2 separate regions of the Mus musculus genome follow, and region 2 is linked to region 1. A link is a contact called in public Hi-C data. All regions are on one chromosome and are shown on one strand. Each heading gives the region's core, a stretch centred on a gene start, on an enhancer-like site or on the middle of the called end of the contact. The rest is flanking DNA. Distances are from core to core; before and after follow the strand shown.

Region 1 (6,555 bases), core at 2,917-5,416:
ATAAAGTGGACTACTGAACTTTAAAAAGGTGTGTTAAAGTAAACCTAGTCTTCCTGTAAGGCAAAAAGAAAACAAAACCATAAAATAAAGCGTTTTATGAGTAGGTTTGGTTAAGGCAATTCACACCCTAGTCTCCACAGATGGGACCAGACTCCAGGTAGCCTTTCAATTTCAAAGCTGGAGTTGACCTCCAGGTCCTATAAGTCAAGTGTAAAGCAATCACCAGGTCAAACACTTGGCTACTGTGTAAATTCTTAGCCAGCTGCAGTTAATGATAAGGTCATGAGCAATATCAATTTAGGGTAGGTCAAGGCCTTCTGGCCCATGTCTCCCAGCTTAGAAAGTAGATGCAGCACTGTCCAGAATCAGGGTTCAGACTTGGGTCTAGATCTCTCTCTCAATGGTCTGTCTAACTCCTCCTTCTGTGGAATACTGAGTACGTGTTGCCTGATGTGTCATGCAGATGTTGAGACATGTATTAAAGGAACAGAAATAATAGATGTGGGAAAAAAAGCATTCATGTTGAAGACTGGGACTATGAGATTTTTTTCAACTGTGACTTTAGATGTCCTGAATCCATGCCTTCATTTCTCCACTGGACAATGACAATTATAAAATCTGCCCCTAACCTTTATATTTCGGGAAGAGAAATTCTGTAGTTCTTGGTCTGATCAGAATTCTTTGATCATCAACATATGCTTGGCCCAGAGAGTGGCATGGTTTGGAGGTGTAGCCTTGTTGGAACAGGTGTGGCCTTGTTGGAGGAAGTGTGTCACTGTGAGCAAAGGTTTTAAGACCCTCATCCTAGCTGCCTGGTAACCAGTCTTCTAGTGGCCTTCAGAAGAAGATATAGATCTCTCAGCTTCTCCTACACCATGCCTGCCTGGGTACTGCCACGCTTCCCCTCATAATGATAATGGATTGAACCGCTAAACCTTTAAGCAAGTCCCAATTACATGTTGTCCTTTATAAGAGCTGTCATACTCATGGTGCCGGTTCACAGCAGTAAAACTAAGACAGCATTGATCACATATGACAAGGGACATTAGTTAGAAAGCCAGATGAACCCTAAACTAGGACAGTGAGTCAGTAACCCAGGCACATCAGCAATCCAATCAGCTTTTCTTCACTCTGCATTGTTTATTAACTTCCCATGTGTGCATCATGGTCATAATAGATACTTGCATGGTAATACACTGTGCACATATGTATTCTTTCTGAATGATAGGTCAGGAATGCTGCTGAGTTACTGGTGACCATGAACTCTGCAAATGGAAAACTTTATTTTCACCCAATTCTACCACATGAGATATATGGAGCAAGTACAATGCGTCAGAAAGCAGACAATAGTATTTAGCTCACATAGAAATGCTTATAAGATAGGTTATTTGTGAAGTTCTCCTCTGAGGTATGTTTAAACTCTGCAAACTCTGGAACAAAGTAAAGGACTGTGATAGCAAATGTGCTAATGTCATAGTTCTCATCTCACCTTACAACATCAAGTTAGAAGAGGTCATATAGCTCTTATAAACTAGAATTTAGGATAAGCTAGTATCGAATAAATCTCTTGCCTCCTACCTCCTGCTCAACAGTATTGTAAGAATTCTATTTAGAGCCTTTTGAAGAGTGTCACTATACATAAACAGAAATATTTATTAGCTAGGATAATACCTATGTCAACACAAATGTATACACAATTTTATTGTTCATTTTTGTAGTCAGATGAGATATCACATCTCAACCACAAGCACATAACAGAGAGCAAACAGAAGTGGCAAGAGGATTGTAATCCAAAAGCCCACTCCCCGTGACCTCTCCAAACAGTTCCACCAACTCGGTACCAGGTGTTTAAATGTGCAATGAGGGGCTTTTCTCCTTCAAACTACCACATTGCATTTCCTGACCCCAATGGGCCATAGCTACATCATAATGAAAATGTATTTATCCCAACTTCAAAAGTCTCCATACTCTTTCACAGTTTCAACGCTGTTTAAAACTCAATGTCTTGTGAGACTCAAGGTAATCCCTTAACTGTAACTTCCTGTAAAATCAAAAAGCATATTATGCACCCCCAAGATAAAATGGTAGACATTATACATTACCATTCCAAATGGACGTAGCGAGGAATTTGGGGACATAATGACAAAATACTTGACCAAAGCAAGACAGAACCCAGCAGGGCAAATACCAAATCCTGTAACTCCAAATTCAATGTTTGTGACTTAAATTTCATGGAATTTGAATGGTTCTCCTGCAGCTTTGCTGCCTGAAGAATACATCTCTCTCTTAGGCTGCCTCCACCTCCTGTATACAGGAATTTACACCTCAAACATCAGAAAAGAGTGAACTGAAAGTGATACAAGGCCTCTCAAAGCCTACCCTAATGGTGTACTCTCTCCAGCAACGCTGAACCTAACCCCCCTCCTCCGAACAGTTCCGCCAACTGGGGACCAAGTGCTCAAATGCCTGAGACTATGGGGGCCATTTTTTGTTAATGCAACCATATAAGAAAACCCTAAAATCAGACTGGCCCCACATCTTACTTTGCCACTTAGTTGCTATGTAACTGGGGTAAGATACCTTAACCTCAGTAGGTTAAGGTATCTTACCTTAGCCCCATCTGTCTACTTGCCTGCTAATACAAACACACACACAAACGTAATGTATGACAATAATAATTGTACTTGTCAAAAGGTATTAAGTATAAATACATGGGAAGCATTTAAACAGAATGTTCACTGCTCAGTTGAACAGCAACTGTGATCCTAGTTGTCATTATGACAAAGAGGTTAAATTGTCTCACTGTGGTGCCTAAACTTCCCTCTTAGCACCACTTTCATTGTGTCCCATAAGTTTGTATATGCTGTGTAATAAATTTCATTGAATTCTAGAAAATCTTTAATTTCTTTTCGTTATTTCTGACTAGATCTTAGTACTCCATATTCTTCTTGACAGTTTTATACCTATAGTAAGTTTCAGAGAAATATAAATTAAGAGAATTTATATCTAAAGAAAGGCTAAATTTAAGTATGCCATACATAATGCTAATTAGACTGTTTCTCCCTTCTCAGCAATCATTAATTGCCTGCAGGTATTCATCTAGAGGAGGGACTTGTGAGGCTACATTGTTCAGGTCTTATTTAGGGAACCATATTGTTGCTATTTCATGGTACAGATTCTTTGTCATATATAGAGAACAAAATCTTGCAGCATGTCTTCTAGTCCTCTGTCTCTTACGATCCTCCACCTCCCTCTTCCACAATGTCCCTTTAACATTAGGTGTAAAGAGTAGAGTATCATGACAGTTGTTCTCTGCACTTTGATCAGTTGTGGAATTGTATAATCGTCTTTATCTGCTGAGGAAAAAAAAAAACTTCTCAGATAAGGAATGCTCTCACACCTACACCTATCTATGGGTATAAGGATTTAGACTGTACTAAAAAATTATAATGTTGGTGAAAGTGGAAGTTGTAAGTTTTCCCCTAAGCTTCATGGCCTGGTTAGCCATGGGGAGTGGGTTAGGTTTATAGTACCAACCAGGCATGAAGTCCCTCATATTGAGCAGGCCTTACATCCAATTATATAGCTGTTGGTTACCCCCAAGATATAAGTGGCACTGTTGAACCTTTGAAGATATTTTGCCATGCACGTCATTATTTCAGCTCACAGGTGCCACAGTCTGGGTAGGACTATTGACAGGTTTTCTCCCTTGGTAGTTTTGCATAGCATCTTCCAATACTATATGAGCTAATCTTGAGACAGAAAGCTTCCAGGTCAGATCCAGTTTAATTCTTCCAAATCCCGGGTCAGAACTGAGTAGTGTCTTCATTAAGAGGTACTTCCTTCAAATTCTAGGAAGCAACCAAGGACGACAGCAATAACCTGTACTGTTTGGGGGATTTCCTGGATTCTTATCAGTAACAATTCTCAGACCTAGTATTTTTGTTAAATAATCTATACCTCCTGGAGAGAGGATTATAGCCACAAGTAATATAACTTCATTTTCAAAAAATCCTATACATACATTATATATGTATGTTTACATACACACTCTATATAATTCTAGATAAATAGAAAACATATGGATCCCTTATGAGTTTTTCCCACTTCCTGAGTGTGATTTATCCCTCCCTCTTTCTTTGTCTTGGTTTCCCCCACACCGAACTCACTTTAGTCTTTCCTTTTTGCAGTCAACTGAAGTAAACCTAAACAGAGCAAGGTAGGTGAATTTACTGTTTATGGACCATTACACAAGACACTTAGTGCCACCTTGTGATAAAACTGTAGTAATACAAGAGAGGAAAAGAGATTGTCCCTAAGTTCCATTCAAAGAAAATATTGAATCTCTTTAGCACTAAGTAAAATAGCATCATAATAAAAATAAAACTGCTCCCCCTTTTGTGGCCCTTCCCCTTGCACTAAATGAAAGAGATCCAGCTTACTACAAAAAAACAGGAACAAGTGAAGTCAAAATTAGCAAATGAGAGAGAACTGATGGCAAAGAGGAAGACCACCCTTGGAATCACAACAACAGCCTGAACACAAAACAAATACAGGCCCAGTCTCCAGGACACAAGTCATTAAGCTCTAACCTTTGCCCAGCTCTAGCCCACTTCCTTCCTCTGTTTTCTTCTCTGCTTCTATCGCGGTCCTCATTTCCTGTCCAATTTCTGTTCCCAGGACACAAGTACCTCGTAATCCTGGTGGGTAGACTCTGATGTGTGCCATAAATGAACCCTGAAAGAGTGTGGGCACCAGCTGGCATGAAAGAACTGGTCTCAGGGAGGAGGACTTGGAATTCTGGGACATCCACAGGAAAATGTGAGGAACAGCTACCACTACTTGCCTCCTAATGTCTATGTTTCCTCTCTCCTTCCCAAATAACTGCTTTTAGCTGGGAAATGGTAAAACTCGTTCCATTTCTCCCTCTGGGATCCCAGGACCCAAGATACTAAATAACACATACTACATCTTTTCACACTTTTTGATATATTAAAGTCTAAAAACAAATTGATACGAACAAAAATAATCCAGCTCTAGCTGATAAACTCAGTTTTACTAATAAACAAAAGGAAGTTTTCTAGGACTACTATTACTTCATTGATTCTATTTAAGTACATGTTATGAGAGTATATGGTCTTTATTATTTTACTATAATTATGTTTCTTTGTTTCTCTCTTTTTGCGTTATTCTGGGAAATCCATAAACCTAAAAGTATGTTGTCTCTATTTTAATTGTTTTCCAAAGGATTAGAGCTATTATGGGTGACGGAGATTCAAAAAAGAAGAAGAAGAAGAAGAAGAAGAAGAAGAAGAAGAAGAAGAAGAAGAAGAAGAAGAAGAAGAAGAAGAAGAAGAAGAAGAAGAAGAAAGAAAGAAAGAAAGAAAGAAAGAAAGAAAGAAAGAAAGAAAGAAAGAAAGAAAGAAAGATAGAAAGAAATGTTTCAGAAAAGAAATATCCATAAAAAGAAATAGAAAGGAAGGAAGGAAGGGTGGAAAGACGGCCCAGTGGTTAAGAGCATTGCTGTCTTACAGAGGACTTGAGTTCAATTCCTAGCACCTAAATCAGGTGGCTCACAACCACCTGTAACTCCAGCTCTATAAGGAGCAAGCACCTCCGGCCCTCGCAGGCACCTGCATTGATGTGCACTCACCTACAGACAGCCATAAACATGCAAAGTAGAAAAAGATTATTCATCATAATTAAGCAAAAGATTTTTACGGGAACTGTTGATAAATGACAAATTTATTCCCTGCCCTCTTTCCTTAACCACTTTCCATGTAGCAGTCGGGAACCTAAATGCTTGTCTCCATAGATTCTCTTGATGGTTGCTCCTAGCAAATGTTGTAAGACTTATAAGTAGGACATAAGCAGAGCTAATAAGATGTTTTTAGAAATATTTCTGCTTTTAGGGAAAAAAGTTAAACCAATATGCATCTTTTCCTTCTACCTGCTTTAGATCATAGATCAAAACTTAACAAGTAAAGAAACAAGATATTCAAAAGTCATGCTAACATTATTGAGCCCTGGTCCAGTACTAAGAATGTCTTATTATGAGGTTTTAAAAAACAAGTTGTATTGAGTACATTCTCTCATATTCTGATGCCATGTTCAATATTATCCACAATACAATGACAAACTGGATTTCATAGCAACCTATTAGAGGAATATCTCTGAGTCTAAAGTCTAGAACAGTTTCATGCACCGTGTGCTCATCTTTCCCAGGCAAACCTTGAACTTATGAAAATCTTTACCAGTTACTTTTCTCTTGATATAATAAAATATGCCATGCCTAAGGCAGCTTAAGGAAGAAAGAATTGCCTCCGAGATCCAGTAAGATCAGAATCTATACTAGCAGGTAGTGGGAGGAGCTGGAGGCTGATAGAACACATCTGCCGCCACAAGTAACAAAGCAAAGAGAGCAAATGAAATAAAATAAGAGTGGGGACTCTCAAAGCTTACCCCAAGTAGCTCACACCCTTCATCAAGGCTGAATCACCCCCAAACAGCTACACCAATGGGAATCAAGCATTCAAATACCCTAGCCTTTGGGGA
Region 2 (6,267 bases), core at 368-2,867, 340 kb after region 1:
TCATTAAAAATACTCCTTGAGAGGCTGGAGAAATGGCTCAGCTGTTCAGAGTGCCTGCTGCTCTTAAAGGTCCCGGAAGCTACATAGCAGCTCACGGCTACCTGTAACTCCAGCTTCAAAGGATCTAATGCCACTTCTAGCCTTTTTAGGCACTGCACACACATGTGCAGACTCACACAGACACATATACATTCTCTATAAAAATGTTTGCCTGGCAGCATGGTTTCTGATGGTACAAGGAGCAAACCTTGTCCCCTTTGCACACATCAGCCTTAGTTAATTAATTTAAAAGTAATTCTTGGGCTGGTGAGATGGCTCAGTGGGTAAGAGCACCTGACTGCTCTTTCGAAGGTCCAGAGTTCAAATCCCAGCAACCACATGGTGGCTCACAACCATCCGTAAGGAGATCTGACTCCCTCTTCTGGAGTGTCTGAAGACAGCTACAATGTACTTACATATAATAAATAAATAAATCTTTAAAAAAAAAAAAAAAAAAAAAAGTAATTCTTAACCTCTTCAAATAGAGAGTAGTTCAGAATATCACCTATCCATACAGCATCCGACTTCTTCACATACTCAAGACAGTCTGCTCAGTATTTGGCCAAAGCACTTCCCTGTTTGGCTCCTGTTTTCTCAAGATGGTTATCTTACTTGAAAGCCTTTCAGATGCAGACTGCTGTCTGAGTGGCCCTGAGATGCAAATCTGCTTTAGTGAGTACCCACCCCAGCAGTTAACATTCCTCTAACTTAGTTGACAGGGATCACAGATGGTTTTCTGATCAGAATGAGGTTTTCTTGGAGTAACTCCCTTGAAAGTCTTACCTCTACCATTTATTTTTTAGTATTTGTTGATGACATTTCATTTCGTAGGCAAGTAGTAGTCTTAACTTTAATTATTTTCCTTAAAGTTCAATTTTGGCACATTATCTCTGAGATCTGCTTTTGTCTTTTGAGGTGGAGACAAAGGTCAGTGGTTTTTATCTCACTCTGCTGTTGCTTTCCATTTTCTATTCCCACTTCCTTCCTTTGATGGTTTGCTTGTTTTGTGGTAAGCTTTCACTGTAGTCTAGGCTGGAGCTTGGGACCGTCCTGTCTCCCCCTCCTGAGATACAGGGTTACCTTGGCCTAGAGCATTGTTTTCTTATCCTTTTTATTCCTTTGGAAAATTTATTTTCCAAATGTGAAACTCATTTTACATTTATCTGTATTCCAGATACTGAGTGAATTTTTCAAGACAAGTTGAGAGTATAAAAGAAAAAAAACACACACTCTAAAACATCACCATTATTTGTTAGAATAACTTACTTAGTGCCTGTGCTTTAGGAATATAAAGCCAAATACAACCCCTGTCCTCTACCATCTGGCAAAAGATCAGACATACATAAAGAATCAAATATTAGGAATGGACATAAAGATCAGTTGGTGTTGTGTGAAAAGACTTCCTAGGGAGATGCAGTGCTCATATCTATTCACTCCAGATAGGGAACCAACAACAGATCAAAGTCCACTGTGGTAAACCAATGAGTTTTTTATTGAGGTTACTTACATGAGTATGGGTGAGGGGTTACTTACAGGGGCAGAAATGACTCAAAAACAGCTGCTTCACCAAGGCCCAGCCCAGGAAGGGTGCTGACTCACAGAAGCAAGGAAACCTGGAGTAGGTTAGAGTATCCTTTCCTAGTGACTATGTTAGTCAGGCAGCCTTGCTGGTTTTTCTCCTCCTTGCTGGTCTGATCTCAGGGCCTTTCCTGCAGCTTGCCTTGTCTTTCTTGCTTACTCTGAGAGGGGGGCCCTCGTGAATCTGCTCAGCTATTTTGAGACGTTTACCTTTGCCTTAAGGAACTTCCCTGGGAGATAGAGCATGTCAGTCTCCAAGAAACTGCTACACAACACTGGTAGAGTGCTTCTCCTACATGCACAGAGCTTTGGGTTCCGTCCCCAATGCCACATAAAAACAAGTGTGAGGTTGTAAGCATGTAATCCCAGCACTCGAGAAGTAGAGGCAGGAGCATCAGAAGTTCAAGGTTTTCTTTAGCTAGATAGTGAAACCAACCTGGTCTACCTGACACCCTGTCTTATAGGACTGTAACATCCATCAGGACACAGGTGAGTAGCCTTTTGCTGAGCTGATTTCCTGATTTTTCAGGCAGGGTTTCAGTGTTTAGTCCAGGCTAGACTTGAACTAACAGTCCTCCTTTGTCAGCCTCCTGTGCAGTGAGTTACTACTGGTGCTCAGATGGAATTGCATACCTCATTTTTTATTTGCTTTTAAAAAGGAAATTACAGTAAATGTATAGAAGCTTAGAAGATCTCTAGCATTGTGGGTTTTTGTTTTGTCGTGTGTGTGTGTGTGTTGCTGGCTGTGGTAGGTTTGTATTAAGTAGATAATATTACTGTATTAAGTGTACTAAGTGGCTAGAGTATCTGAAAGCATCCGTTTGGGCCTGTTATATAATATATAGTAATGTTTTTACATACAGCAGGAGGAGTCTTTATTCGCATCTATGCCACCTCTTTGCCCAATTGGTAGTCACCCTAAAGTGCAGAGCCCCAAAGCTGTGACTGGAGGACTTGGGGCTTTCACAAAGGTGAGTGTGTGTCATAGCCTTACCTGTGGCCTTCCCACTCTTTAATAGGCCTTAGCTCTGAGATGTGCTCCCACTTATTTAATGCTGTCCATGTCCTAGGACTCCAGGGACACGGGAGTTCAGAGGTCACGGCCTATTTTGTCTCTCTTTGCTGCCTTCCTACCCCGTCTCTATGACAAGTGACAGAGCAGGGATCAAGTGAGATACAATTTGCCTAAGGACTCGTATCTCTTAAAGCATTATTTTACCTTTTTCATGGAGCCGTTCTGTGTATCCAAACTTGATTAACACTGCAGAGACTAGATTCACAGTTTCATAGTAGGTCCTTCCTCCTCCTCCCCATGGGATACTTATTCAGTGTCATTGTGTGTTGCAAGGTGATCATCAAACAGGAACCTGGAGAAGCTCCTCATGTGTCCACAACAGGAGCTGCGAGCCAGTCAGCATTCCCTCAGTATGTGACCGTGAAAGGGGGTCACATGATAGCTGTGTCCCCTCAAAAGCAGGTCATAAGTGCTGGAGAAGGGACCACTCAGTCACCAAAGATTGCACCCTCCAAGGTTTGTATGGGTTTGGGGTGGGAGAGTCATGTTCAAGAGATAAAGGTTATTTGTCTACATAGTTGGCAGGTGCCAAAATGACTTAGGTTGCTTAAGTTGTTGATCCCATATTAACCTATGTATGTTAACCAGATTGGAGAAGACCTAGTCAGTTGATATTACACACATGTGCTCCTTACTGTCTATCCCTGACAAGAGTAAGGGGCGTTTAAATAGAAGACCCAGGAACAGTCTCAGGAGCATAGGGACAAAGTATCCTCTCTCTAGCAGTAAAAGTAACAGGCTTCATGGGCTTTCTAATGATTCACATCTAAGTGGGAGCACTGTTTTGACCTGTAAGAGAGTGCTGCTCTGAACACCTCCAATGTCCAGGCTCTGTGATTTGTTTGTTTTGAGAGAGGAAGACCTCAGATTCAAAACAACCTCCTACCTCACTATCCCAAGTGCTGCGGTTCCAGTGTGTGCCATTTGATTCTTTCATTTATTCTCTTTATAAATTAGAAATAGTAGAGAATAAATATAGAGAGTACGGTGAAGCAGCGTATAATTTATTTTCTACATCAGTTACATATAGAATCTATCAGGTGCTCATATACCACGCTCTTTGTTCTTCATATGTGTGTGTGAGATATATATATTATTCTTGAACTATACCTAAAAGGCAAGTATCTCCCTCCACCCCTTATAAATGTGGCAACACTGGGTTTGAGGGGCTAGGGACCTTGCTGGAGAATACATGAGCATATAGCATACTAGCATATAGCGTATAGGTAGTAAATGGCAGAAGGCTTGAAATTTATGTCTTTCAGCTCCAGATGAACCGTTCCAGAGCTGGTGAGATTTATTTGCTGTTGTCTCTAATCTAAGCATGCTTTGGAACATGCAGTTACATTATCTCAGTGTTTTAGTAGGTATATTCTAAAGCTATTGAGAATGTTTTATGGGTGTTTATATTTCAGCTTCAAAGCCCGGCCTGTCTAGAAGTGAATTGTTTTGAGAAGAATATTTTAAAATGGAAGGCAGTATTACATAGTTTATGTTAGTTTAGACAAATAGATTTCTTTGGGGATAGAGGTTAAAATTCAGGGTTACATATTGCTTTTAAGTCTGTAAGGTTTCCAAACTGAACTAATCAGACAATTTATCTTCTGAATTTAACATAGCAATTCCTAATCTGTCGCACACTTTCTGTGCCAGTATTTTCTCAAGGGCCTGGGAATCTGCTTTTTCCTAAGCTCCCCACTGATTCAGATGCCCTGTCCAGTCAGACTCTCCCACAGCCCTGCTCCGAGTCAGTCACTCTCCCACAGCCCTGCTCCGAGTCAGTCAGACTCTCCCGCGGCCTTGCTCTGGCCTCCAGGTGAGTCTGTTGCTGTTTGAAGACACTGCTCTGCCATTGTCCACAGCAGAGTGAACCCAAGGCTTCACGTGTAAGAGTAGAGTCTGAGTATTCTGCAGCTCAGCTGAGCTTTCTTTTACCTTTCCTTGTAACCTAGACTGGCTAGCAGTCTTCTGCCCCAGCAGAGTTAGAGCTGCTATGATGGTGGTCCTGCGTCGTCAGCCACATCGTGTGCTTAAACTTCCTGTTCCGCCTTTCTTACAGTCTCTCTTTTTTAACCTTTTATTTGTTTGTTTGTTTGTTTGGTTGGTTTGGTTTGGTTTTTCGAGACAGGGTTGCTCTGTGTATCCCTGGCTGTCCTGGAACTCACTCTGTAGACCAGGCTGGCCTCGAACTCAGAAATCCACCTGCCTCTGCCTCCCAAGTGCTGGGTTTAAAGGCGTGCGCCACCACTGTCTGGCACCTTTTATGTTTTTTAACCTTATATTTTTATGTATGTAGGTCTTTTGTCTAAGTGTGTATCTGTACACCCTGTACATGCAGTGCCTCAGAGACCAGCAGAGGGCATCAAATTCCCTTGGGACTGGAGTTACAAACAGCTGTGGGCTATCATGTGGGAGCTCTTAGCTGCTGAGCCTTCTCTTACACTATGTTTAAAGTATATTAGGCTTCATATAGTGATACAGTTTTATTTGTATTTGTTTGTTTTACATTTATGTGTATAAGGATACAGATGATAGAAAATCAGAGGACAGAGTAAGTTTTCTTTATCATGTGGATCCCAAGAATCAAACTCAGATGGTCAAGCTGAGCCATCTCATTGGCCAAAGAAAATATATTGTTTTACCAATTAATTTACTTATTTAGGGTAGGAGAATGCTACAACATGCTGGCAGAAATCATAGGATGACTTGGAGGAGTCATTTCTCTCCTCCATGTGGATCCAGGGATCAAACTCAGCTCACTGGGTGCACATGGGATTGCTGAAGTGCCTTCCTACGTATTATCCCAGCAGGAGTTATAGAAGGCAGGAGCTTTCCCTGTATACAACTTCAGAACAACAGAGTGAGACCAGTAAACACTGAGTGTTTTGTTGTATTTGGTATGCATGCATTAGTACCCTGATAGGACATTGAACATAATCGGCTATAGCTTTGAGCACCCATATATCTAACTTGCAGCTCCCTAGCTACATAACTTTAACCATGAATGCAGCCCAAACACAAAGTTATAGAGTTAACCAAAACAGCATGAGACTTTTTGAAAAATTCTTTTTAACTTGATTTTTGGGACTCTTGAACAGGAACATTGTAGATGACAACACTGACATGTCAAAGGATGGACACTCCCACATATGCCAACGCTTGTGAACTGTTACCTTGATTATAGCCATTCTATAATGTTTAAAATGGGATCTTTTTTTTTTTTTTTCTTAGATAGGGGTTCACTAGATCAGGCTAACCTCTAGCTTATGGAGATCTGCCTACTTCTGTCTCCTGAGTGCTGGGTACTACCATACTAGGCTGTTTCATTTTCTTTAATGTGTATGAGTGTTTTTAATTTCTGTGTGCCACGTGTGAACTTGGTACCCAGGTCAGGAGGTGTCAGATCCCCTGGGTCTGGAGTTTTAGATGTTGTGAACTACCTACCGTGTAGGTGCTGGGAATTGAACATGGGTCCTGTGAAAGAGCAACCGTGCCACCATCCAGCCCCAGGTTTTTTATTACCATATATTAAGTCTACATAATGGGTTTGTTATGATATATTCATGCATGTATAT

What was found. A called contact is a pair of places that touch in the nucleus more often than the background predicts.
Region 2: a contact with region 1 is called in a Hi-C map of the HPC-7 cell line, with 2.2 times the contacts expected there. The contact joins two enhancer-like sites. A contact is called at or near these places in 1 of 15 datasets of contacts at CTCF or cohesin (large pre-B cells), 2 of 484 Hi-C or Micro-C datasets (the Ba/F3 cell line and the HPC-7 cell line), 2 of 115 datasets of contacts at active chromatin or transcription factors (bone marrow-derived dendritic cells and embryonic stem cells) and 1 of 9 other capture datasets (pancreatic islet).

Annotation. Positions count from the first base shown.
Region 1 is chr16:19,844,340-19,850,894 of GRCm38.p6, forward strand. No RefSeq gene overlaps it. Among named protein-coding and RNA genes, the nearest start is that of A930003A15Rik, 37 kb to the right of the region's middle. Within about 2 kb of position 4,167, at least 5 of the 459 cell types and tissues checked have an H3K27ac peak or open chromatin away from gene starts, as enhancers often do. A contact at or near this core is called in the Ba/F3 cell line and the HPC-7 cell line, where this site is marked.
Region 2 is chr16:20,190,679-20,196,945 of GRCm38.p6, forward strand. Yeats2 (YEATS domain containing 2) reads left to right here. Exons shown (of 31, transcript NM_001145930.1): 14 at 2,481-2,588; 15 at 2,966-3,148. Among named protein-coding and RNA genes, the nearest start is that of Gm41431, 43 kb to the right of the region's middle. Within about 2 kb of position 1,618, at least 52 of the 459 cell types and tissues checked have an H3K27ac peak or open chromatin away from gene starts, as enhancers often do. A contact at or near this core is called in the Ba/F3 cell line and the HPC-7 cell line, where this site is marked.